Linked DNA regions of Pan troglodytes: region 1 is linked to region 2. A link is a contact called in public Hi-C data. All regions are on one chromosome and are shown on one strand. Each heading gives the region's core, a stretch centred on a gene start, on an enhancer-like site or on the middle of the called end of the contact. The rest is flanking DNA. Distances are from core to core; before and after follow the strand shown. Region 1 has its middle 330 kb from the start of EMP1. Region 2 has its middle 81 kb from the start of EMP1.

What was found. Hi-C and Micro-C count contacts between places; a contact is called where the count stands out from the background.
Region 1: a contact with region 2 is called in a Hi-C map of stem cell-derived neural progenitor cells, with 4 times the contacts expected there. The contact joins two enhancer-like sites. A contact is called at or near these places in 4 of 7 Hi-C or Micro-C datasets (blood, induced pluripotent stem cells and stem cell-derived neural progenitor cells).

What each region holds. Positions count from the first base shown.
Region 1 is chr10:20,669,058-20,672,736 of NHGRI_mPanTro3-v2.0_pri, forward strand. No RefSeq gene overlaps it. Among named protein-coding and RNA genes, the nearest start is that of EMP1, 330 kb to the left of the region's middle. Within about 2 kb of position 1,539, at least 2 of the 24 cell types and tissues checked have an H3K27ac peak or open chromatin away from gene starts, as enhancers often do. A contact at or near this core is called in stem cell-derived neural progenitor cells, where this site is marked.
Region 2 is chr10:20,424,348-20,427,985 of NHGRI_mPanTro3-v2.0_pri, forward strand. No RefSeq gene overlaps it. Among named protein-coding and RNA genes, the nearest start is that of EMP1, 81 kb to the left of the region's middle. Within about 2 kb of position 2,299, at least 7 of the 24 cell types and tissues checked have an H3K27ac peak or open chromatin away from gene starts, as enhancers often do. A contact at or near this core is called in stem cell-derived neural progenitor cells, where this site is marked.

The sequences.
Region 1 (3,679 bases), core at 289-2,788, 240 kb after region 2:
GCAGAGGGAGATGGAATGCAGCAGAGAAAAATGGGTTTGCAGCAGAAAGAGATGGAATGCAGGAATGGGAAACGGGAATACAGCAGAGAGAGAGGGAATGCAGGAGTGGAAAATGGGATTGCAGCAAAGGGAGATGGAATTCAGCAGTGGGAAATGGGAATGCTGGTATGGTAAATGGGATTGCAGCAGAGGGAAATGGGAATGCAGCAGAGGGAGATGGAATGCAGGCATGGGAAATGGAAATGCAGGAGTGGGAGATGGAATAAAGAGTGGAAAATGGGAATCCAGCAGAGGGGAATGGGATTGCAGCAGAGGGAGATGGAATGCAGGAGTGGGAAATGGGAATGCAGCAGAGGGAGATGGAATGCAGCAGTGGGATAGGGATTGCAGCAGAGGGAGATGGAATTCAGGAGTCAGAAATGGGAAGATGAAGCAGAGGGAGATGGAATGCAGCAGTGGGAAATGGGAATGCTGGAATGGTAAATGGGATTGCAGCAGAGGGAAATGGGAATGCAGCAGAGGGAGATGGAATGCAGGAGTGGGAGATCGGAATGCAGCAGAGAGAAATGGAATGCAGCAGAGGGAGATGGAATGCAGGAGTGGGAGATGGAATGCAGCAGAGGGAGATGGATCGCAGGAGTGGGAAATGGGAATGCAGCAGGGGGAGATGGAATGCAGGAGTGGGAAATGGGAATAAGGCAGAGGGAGATGGAATTCAGGAGTTGGAAATGGGAATGCAGGAGTGGGGAATGGGAATGCAGCAGAGGGAGATGGAATGCAGCAGAGAAAAATGGGTTTGCAGCAGAAAGAGATGGAATGCAGGAATGGGAAATGGGAATACAGCAGAGAGAGAGGGAATGCAGGAGTGGAAAATGGGATTGCAGCAAAGGGAGATGGAATTCAGCAGTGGGAAATGGGAATGCTGGTATGGTAAATGGGATTGCAGCAGAGGGAAATGGGAATGCAGCAGAGGGAGATGGAATGCAGGCATGGGAAATGGAAATGCAGGAGTGGGAGATGGAATAAAGAGTGGAAAATGGGAATCCAGCAGAGGGGAATGGGATTGCAGCAGAGGGAGATGGAATGCAGGAGTGGGAAATGGGAATGCAGCAGAGGGAGATGGAATGCAGCAGTGGGATAGGGATTGCAGCAGAGGGAGATGGAATTCAGGAGTCAGAAATGGGAAGATGAAGCAGAGGGAGATGGAATGCAGCAGTGGGAAATGGGAATGCTGGAATGGTAAATGGGATTGCAGCAGAGGGAAATGGGAATGCAGCAGAGGGAGATGGAATGCAGGAGTGGGAGATGGGAATGCAGCAGAGGGAGATGGAATGCAGGAGTGGGAAATGGGAATGCAGCAGAGGGAGATGGAATGCAGCAGAGGGAGATGGAATGCAGGAGTGGGAGATGGGAATGCAGCAGAGGGAAATGGAATGCAGCAGAGGGAGATGGAATGCAGCAGAGGGAAATGGAATGCAGCAGAGGGAGATGGAATGCAGCAGAGGGAAATGGAATGCAGCAGAGGGAGATGGAATGCAGGAGTGGGAGATGGGAATGCAGGAGTGGGAAATGGAATGCAGCAAAGGGGAAGGAGAATGCATTAGAGAGACATGGGAATCCCACAGGGGAAAATGGGACTGCAGAAGAGGAAAACAGTCATGCAGCTGTGGAAAATGCAGGAGACGGGAAGGCCACAGGATCAGTGGGCAGCCTGGCATCATGAGTAAGTGGAGATACCATCACAGGTTCATTTGTTCAACTAATAGTGATTGAATACCCACTCTGTTTGGGGCATTTGTCTCAGTCCTAGGGATACATCAGTGAATGAGAGAAGATGAAAATCCCTTCCCTTATAAAGCTTACTTACATTCTCAAATGACCTGGAAATGAATACCGATTGTGCCACTTCCTTCTGTGTAGCCTTGGGAAATTCTTTAATCTTAGTTGATCTTTGTTTACTAGTCCGTAAAATGGTATGGCAATAGTACCTCTGTCACTGGGTAGTTGTGAGAAACAGAAAAGTAACATAAACCACTTGGCCCAGTGTCTGCTCCTAATTATCTCTCAATAAATGTTAACTAAGTTAAGTAGACTGTGGGCTACTTTTTCAGAGACATGCCTGTAATGGTAATTAAAAGAGATCTGATAATGGCTAAAAGTGCAACCAGGATTCAGGGAGGACATTTTTCATGATGGGAGAGGTCTGGCTTAATTGTGTACGTGGGGAGTGTGAGTCAAGTCAAGGAGAAATCTAATCCATGGCATGAGAGCCTGGAGGAGACGATAGGGCCTGTGTGTTCCCATTCGGTGGGCAGTCGCGCCTCACACTTACCACATCATCCAGAGTCTCAATTGGGTGAAACAAAATGGCCGTGCTCACAACCTCCCATGTTCCTGTATTTTCACCATCTTCTTATTGCCTATTTCTGGATCCAGGCTTCTTTGACCACCGAGGGGATTAGCCCCTCAGTGTGCTGTTGGCCCATGCCAGAGGCAGCAGCCCCATTACTGGGGTGACCATTTGCCCACATGTCCCAGCACTCTCTTTTTCACATCAGCCTATGATTTCAGTTCTTCCCACATTTTAAAGTCTCTTCCTTCCCCAGACTCAAGAGCTGTGGGTGTTGCAAGACCACACTAACTATGGAGCTAATATAGATCTAAATCCCCTGTTCACCAACTAGCTGTGTAGCTTTGGTAAAGTTCCTCAACTTCTCTGAGCCCTTATTTCCTCCATTGTGAACATGAGAATGCTACTCCCTTCGTGGTGTTATGGAAACATCAAACCTGAAAATGGAAACTGTCAATTCCACTGCCTGGCACACACTAAGTGCTCCATAAATATTTGTTTTTCTTTTGTTCTTTGTTTTGTTTTTTGAGAGGAGTCTCATTCTGCTGCCCAGCTGGAGTGCAGTGGCATGATCCTGGCTCACTGCAACCTTCGCCTCCTGGGTTCAAGCGATTCTCCTGCCTCAGCCTCCCAAGTAGCTGGGATTACAGGTGCCCACCACCACACCCAGCTAACTTTTATATTTTTAGTAGAGACAGGGTTTCACCATGTTGGCCAGGCTGGTCTCAAATTCCTGACCTCAAATGATCCACCTGTCTCGGCCTCCCAAAGTGCTGGGTTTACAGGCCTGAGCCACTGCACCGGCGATATTTGTTTTTCTTATCCCAATAGTCCCTAAGCATACAATCATTTAATACTTACCTTAAAATGACAAACACAAAGACTCACAGAATATTACACGATAATTTACTTAACAATTTCTAACCTATAAAATGGGAGTAACAATAGCATAAATATGCAGTGTCACATCTTTGTGGTTATTTTGACTTTTGCACTCATGTAGGCAAACATGAAAATGCTCCAGGTCTACTTTTCCATCAGGACTGAAATCTTGGTGGGGTGAGAAGTTCTGGTACTAGATGCTGCAGTGAGATGGAAAACTGAAGTGTGTTCTACGTTGAATATGAGAATCCTTAAACCAAAAGACAGTGTGTCCCTTAAACTTCCAGTAGGGTTGTTTGCATTCCAGCCGTCACTTCCAGGGCTAACTTAGAGACCTGAGATAGACTGACCCAGTAGCATGGAGTTCTGAAGACAATTCCCAGTTTTGTGCAGACTGGGCCTGCCTAAGCAGTGATGTCGGGTTTTGTGCCAAAACTGTCAGCATGG
Region 2 (3,638 bases), core at 1,049-3,548:
GAAAAAAGGCGACTGGAATGGTTCTAGGTGAACACCTAGGGAGGGGGCCCATGTGAGGCGGAGACTGGAACCAGCTCACAGGTCAGTTGTCAGTGGCAAACATGATATTTGATTCTAAGGGGCCAGCACACTGAGTCCTATCTTCTTTGTCCTTTTGGGAAGTGGGTGGGTGGATCTGTCATGTCTAAACAGTTAGATCCAGTATGAGAGGGTTTGCTGAGAGCAGTGGGATCAGCGCTGTTAGGGCACTGCTTCTGCGGCGGAATGAACTGTGTGAATGTCATAGGACATCTGCTCCCCCAGATGGGGTGGGACAGAAGAGGAGAATCTTCAACACTGAGTAGAGGATTGTAGAATCTTCCTTAGGGTAGAAGGAAAGGAGATACACAATTGTACTTCTCATAACGCAGGACACTGGGCTGGGCACATAACAATTGCTATATAAAATACATAGTGAGTGAATGAAAGATGGAATGGATACATGGATGGATAGATGATTATGTGAGTGAACTGATGAATAAATGGACAAAAAAATTGTGAATAACCAGGTCCCTGACTTCTCTCCTCTTGCTCATCCCTAGGAACTTAATTGCAAATCAGTTTTGTCCTCCAGAAGAAGGTCACTGAGTAGTCAGAGGTTCCGTGGTGAAGCCTTTAGATAAGAGTCATGCCCTGCAATAAGCCCCAAGATCTGGGGCTAAAGACAGCCCGGCATCTTCAAGAGCCTATTACCTTTGAAGATTCAGATGTGTTGCATATGTTCTCCTTCCTCCTCGTGGATGATACACCTTGTGATATGCCCTTCCAGTGTTCCACCCTGAAGTAGAGGGAAGAGCTTGCCCACTTCATCACAGCACCAGGACCACTTTCTGTAGCTCTTGGGGCTCAGGTGAGCCCTCAACTTCTGTCGGAGGGAGTTTTCCTATCCTCTGATCGCTGATAGTGCTCTGTGAGCCCCTCAGCTGGCCCTTTCTTTACACATTGGTGTCTAGAATCATGACTTCTTATTCAGTTTTTCCTGTGTGTATGTTGTGCCTCTCCCACTACACTAGTGGGAGAAGCCACTTGGAGAACCTCTTCATAGTTGGAGCCACTAGCAGGCCGCATATCGAAGCATTGCATATTTGCAATGCTGACACCAAGGAGAAGGACATTGATCTGTAGCCTTTAAGAATTGGCTGAAGGCATCAGACTCCACCCTCAGCTAAGATCAGCTCTGTGCCAAGAAACCCCTTGTACACTAAACACATACACCATACGCAACATTTTGTGGGTGCTGCCTGGTTGTCTTGCATGGCAGACACGGGCTAGAGGGCTGTGTGAACTGATGAGAAAGAAAGGGAAGGAGTCAGGGAAAGTCCCAGAGGACTCATCCCCTTGCTACTCATAGGCACTTGATCTATTAATGAACTGAGTCTGTCACAGTCACAACACAAAGGGGTCCTGCCAGGGAAGGGAACGCAGAACCACAATAGACGGCTTCTTTGTCCTGGAAGTAGAGATGAGGCAGGATTCTCTTTATCACCACAATCTTAGCAGTGCGTTTTGCTTATATTTTGTTTTTTGAATAAGGAAAAGAAGGTTCAGCGAGGTTGAGCAAATTGCTCAAGGTCACATAGTTAACGTATAGATACGTATTGAATTTACACTGTCCCTCTCCAATGTCCAGGCTGTCAACTCTGGTATTATATTGACAGTTTGGACTTAGGCTCACTGAAGGCACTGGAGGAAGCCAAAGTATGTTTTATTTCTTTGAATGAATGCCTCTTTGAAAACACAGCCTGGTTTGGGAGTATGAAAGAGAAAAAACAGGTCAGAGTTCTTTTGCTACTTAAAATGAAGATGAGGGAAACGGTTCAGAACAGAGAAAAACTTATAAGTCTTATTTTGTGTAAGCATCATATTAAACAGATTCCATTCCAACTATAAACAGATTTTCACATTTCCACCTTCCCCCTCCCATTACCCTGCATCAGCCCCCACCATCCCCGACAGATTGTTCCCTTCCTTCCTGTTTATATTATAAGAAAGCAAAATTGGCTTCCCCTTCATTCTCCACCTCCCACCCTGCACCATCTGGGGGTGCATAGCTCTTACCCCGTTTTTTGTTGTTTTTTTTTAATACTCCCTCGACTTCGTGTCCAGCGGCCCATTCGATTTTGAAGCTCCGCAGAGAGTGCCTCCAGCGGCCGCCAGGGGTCGCAGTCGAGCAGCTGGCGCCGCCTCTGTGCAGGGGAGCAGGGGCCGCTGGCCGGGAATCGCAAGCCGGTCTCCTGTACACATTAGCGTGCAGCATTAATCAGGCCGCAGCCTCTGCAGTGCTTTCCGAGGGGAGTCAGAGACTAGGGCTGGGAATGAGACCTGGCCTTTTCGGGCCACTAGAGCCGGGCCACCTCAACTCTCCCGCCCTAGGCTCAGAGCACACAGTGCTCAACGAAGTGCAGCGAGGCCAGCCGCTCGCCTGGCCCAGGGTCGAGCCTTGCCTCCCAGGATTCCTAAACACACGGGACCTGTGAGTCTGTGGACTGCAGTGCCTGCCAGGCCTGAATTCATCAGGAGTGGCGGGAGGTGGCGTAGAGGGGCAGCTCTTGATGTAGATCGGGAGGACACCTCCTCTCCCTCCCCTGCCCTCTTACTGACCCCAGCCCCTCGACAACACAGGCCCCTAGAAGCCAAGTGGCAGCTCTGTCCCTGCACACGCGTGGGCACTCCCCAGACCCCTGCCAGTTCTCAGGTCACCCTCAGACAGATTTGGCCAAACCTCCCATGGTCTTCTCATGTGCCTGGAAAGCCAGGCCTCTGCCAGAAGCTTATCAGATGGGAGGCAGAGCAGGGGAGGGCCAGCACGTGCTTCCTCTAGCATGAATTTTTCAACATTACATTTTCATCTCTCTGCCCTATTTCTCTCAATTCTCATCTCTGAAAAGAGCAGCGCAATTCCCTCCCACTGCTCTTTTTAGAGACGGATCTGCTTCTTCAGATTTGATGCAATTACTGGGCAACTAAGATGGAGGCACTAGGGGAAGAAAGGGGGAGTGGGAACAGAGGGGAGGGGAAAGGGCTTGTCAGCCCTGAGACCCGTAGGCGCGCCCGGGAGAAGCTGTGGCTCCGAGACGCTTGCCACTCCTGGGCAACACTGTTGAGCACTTTTACTCAAACCATTGAGGTGAAACACCAGGGGCCCACGATGCGCCTCCACTTTTCCTTCCTCTTTCTCCATATGCCTCTCCCTTTCATCCCTTCTTCCCTTCCTTCCTTTCTTCTTTCCTTAGAGACAGACACAAGCACACATATAGACATTCCTATGCATGTGCTTATAATACAAGTCATGCTTGGATCTTTTATAATAAGTTCTAAAGGGATAAGATACTATGGGGGGGAGAGAGATCTGATCAGTTTCGTGAAATAAGTGGGATTTGAGTTGGATCTTGAAGAATGGGTAGGACTTCTGCAAGAAGGAGGAAGGCAGGCCAGTGAGAGAGAAAAGCTTGAACAAAGACATAAAAGTGACAGATGCCACAGCAGTTGGAGAGAGCCATGAGTAGGCTGCAGTGGCTCCATAGAAGGTAGAGGAGAAGAGGATGTTTTGGGCACAAGCCTGCAAAAGTTAGACCAGAAAATGGAGAACCCTAAAGCCC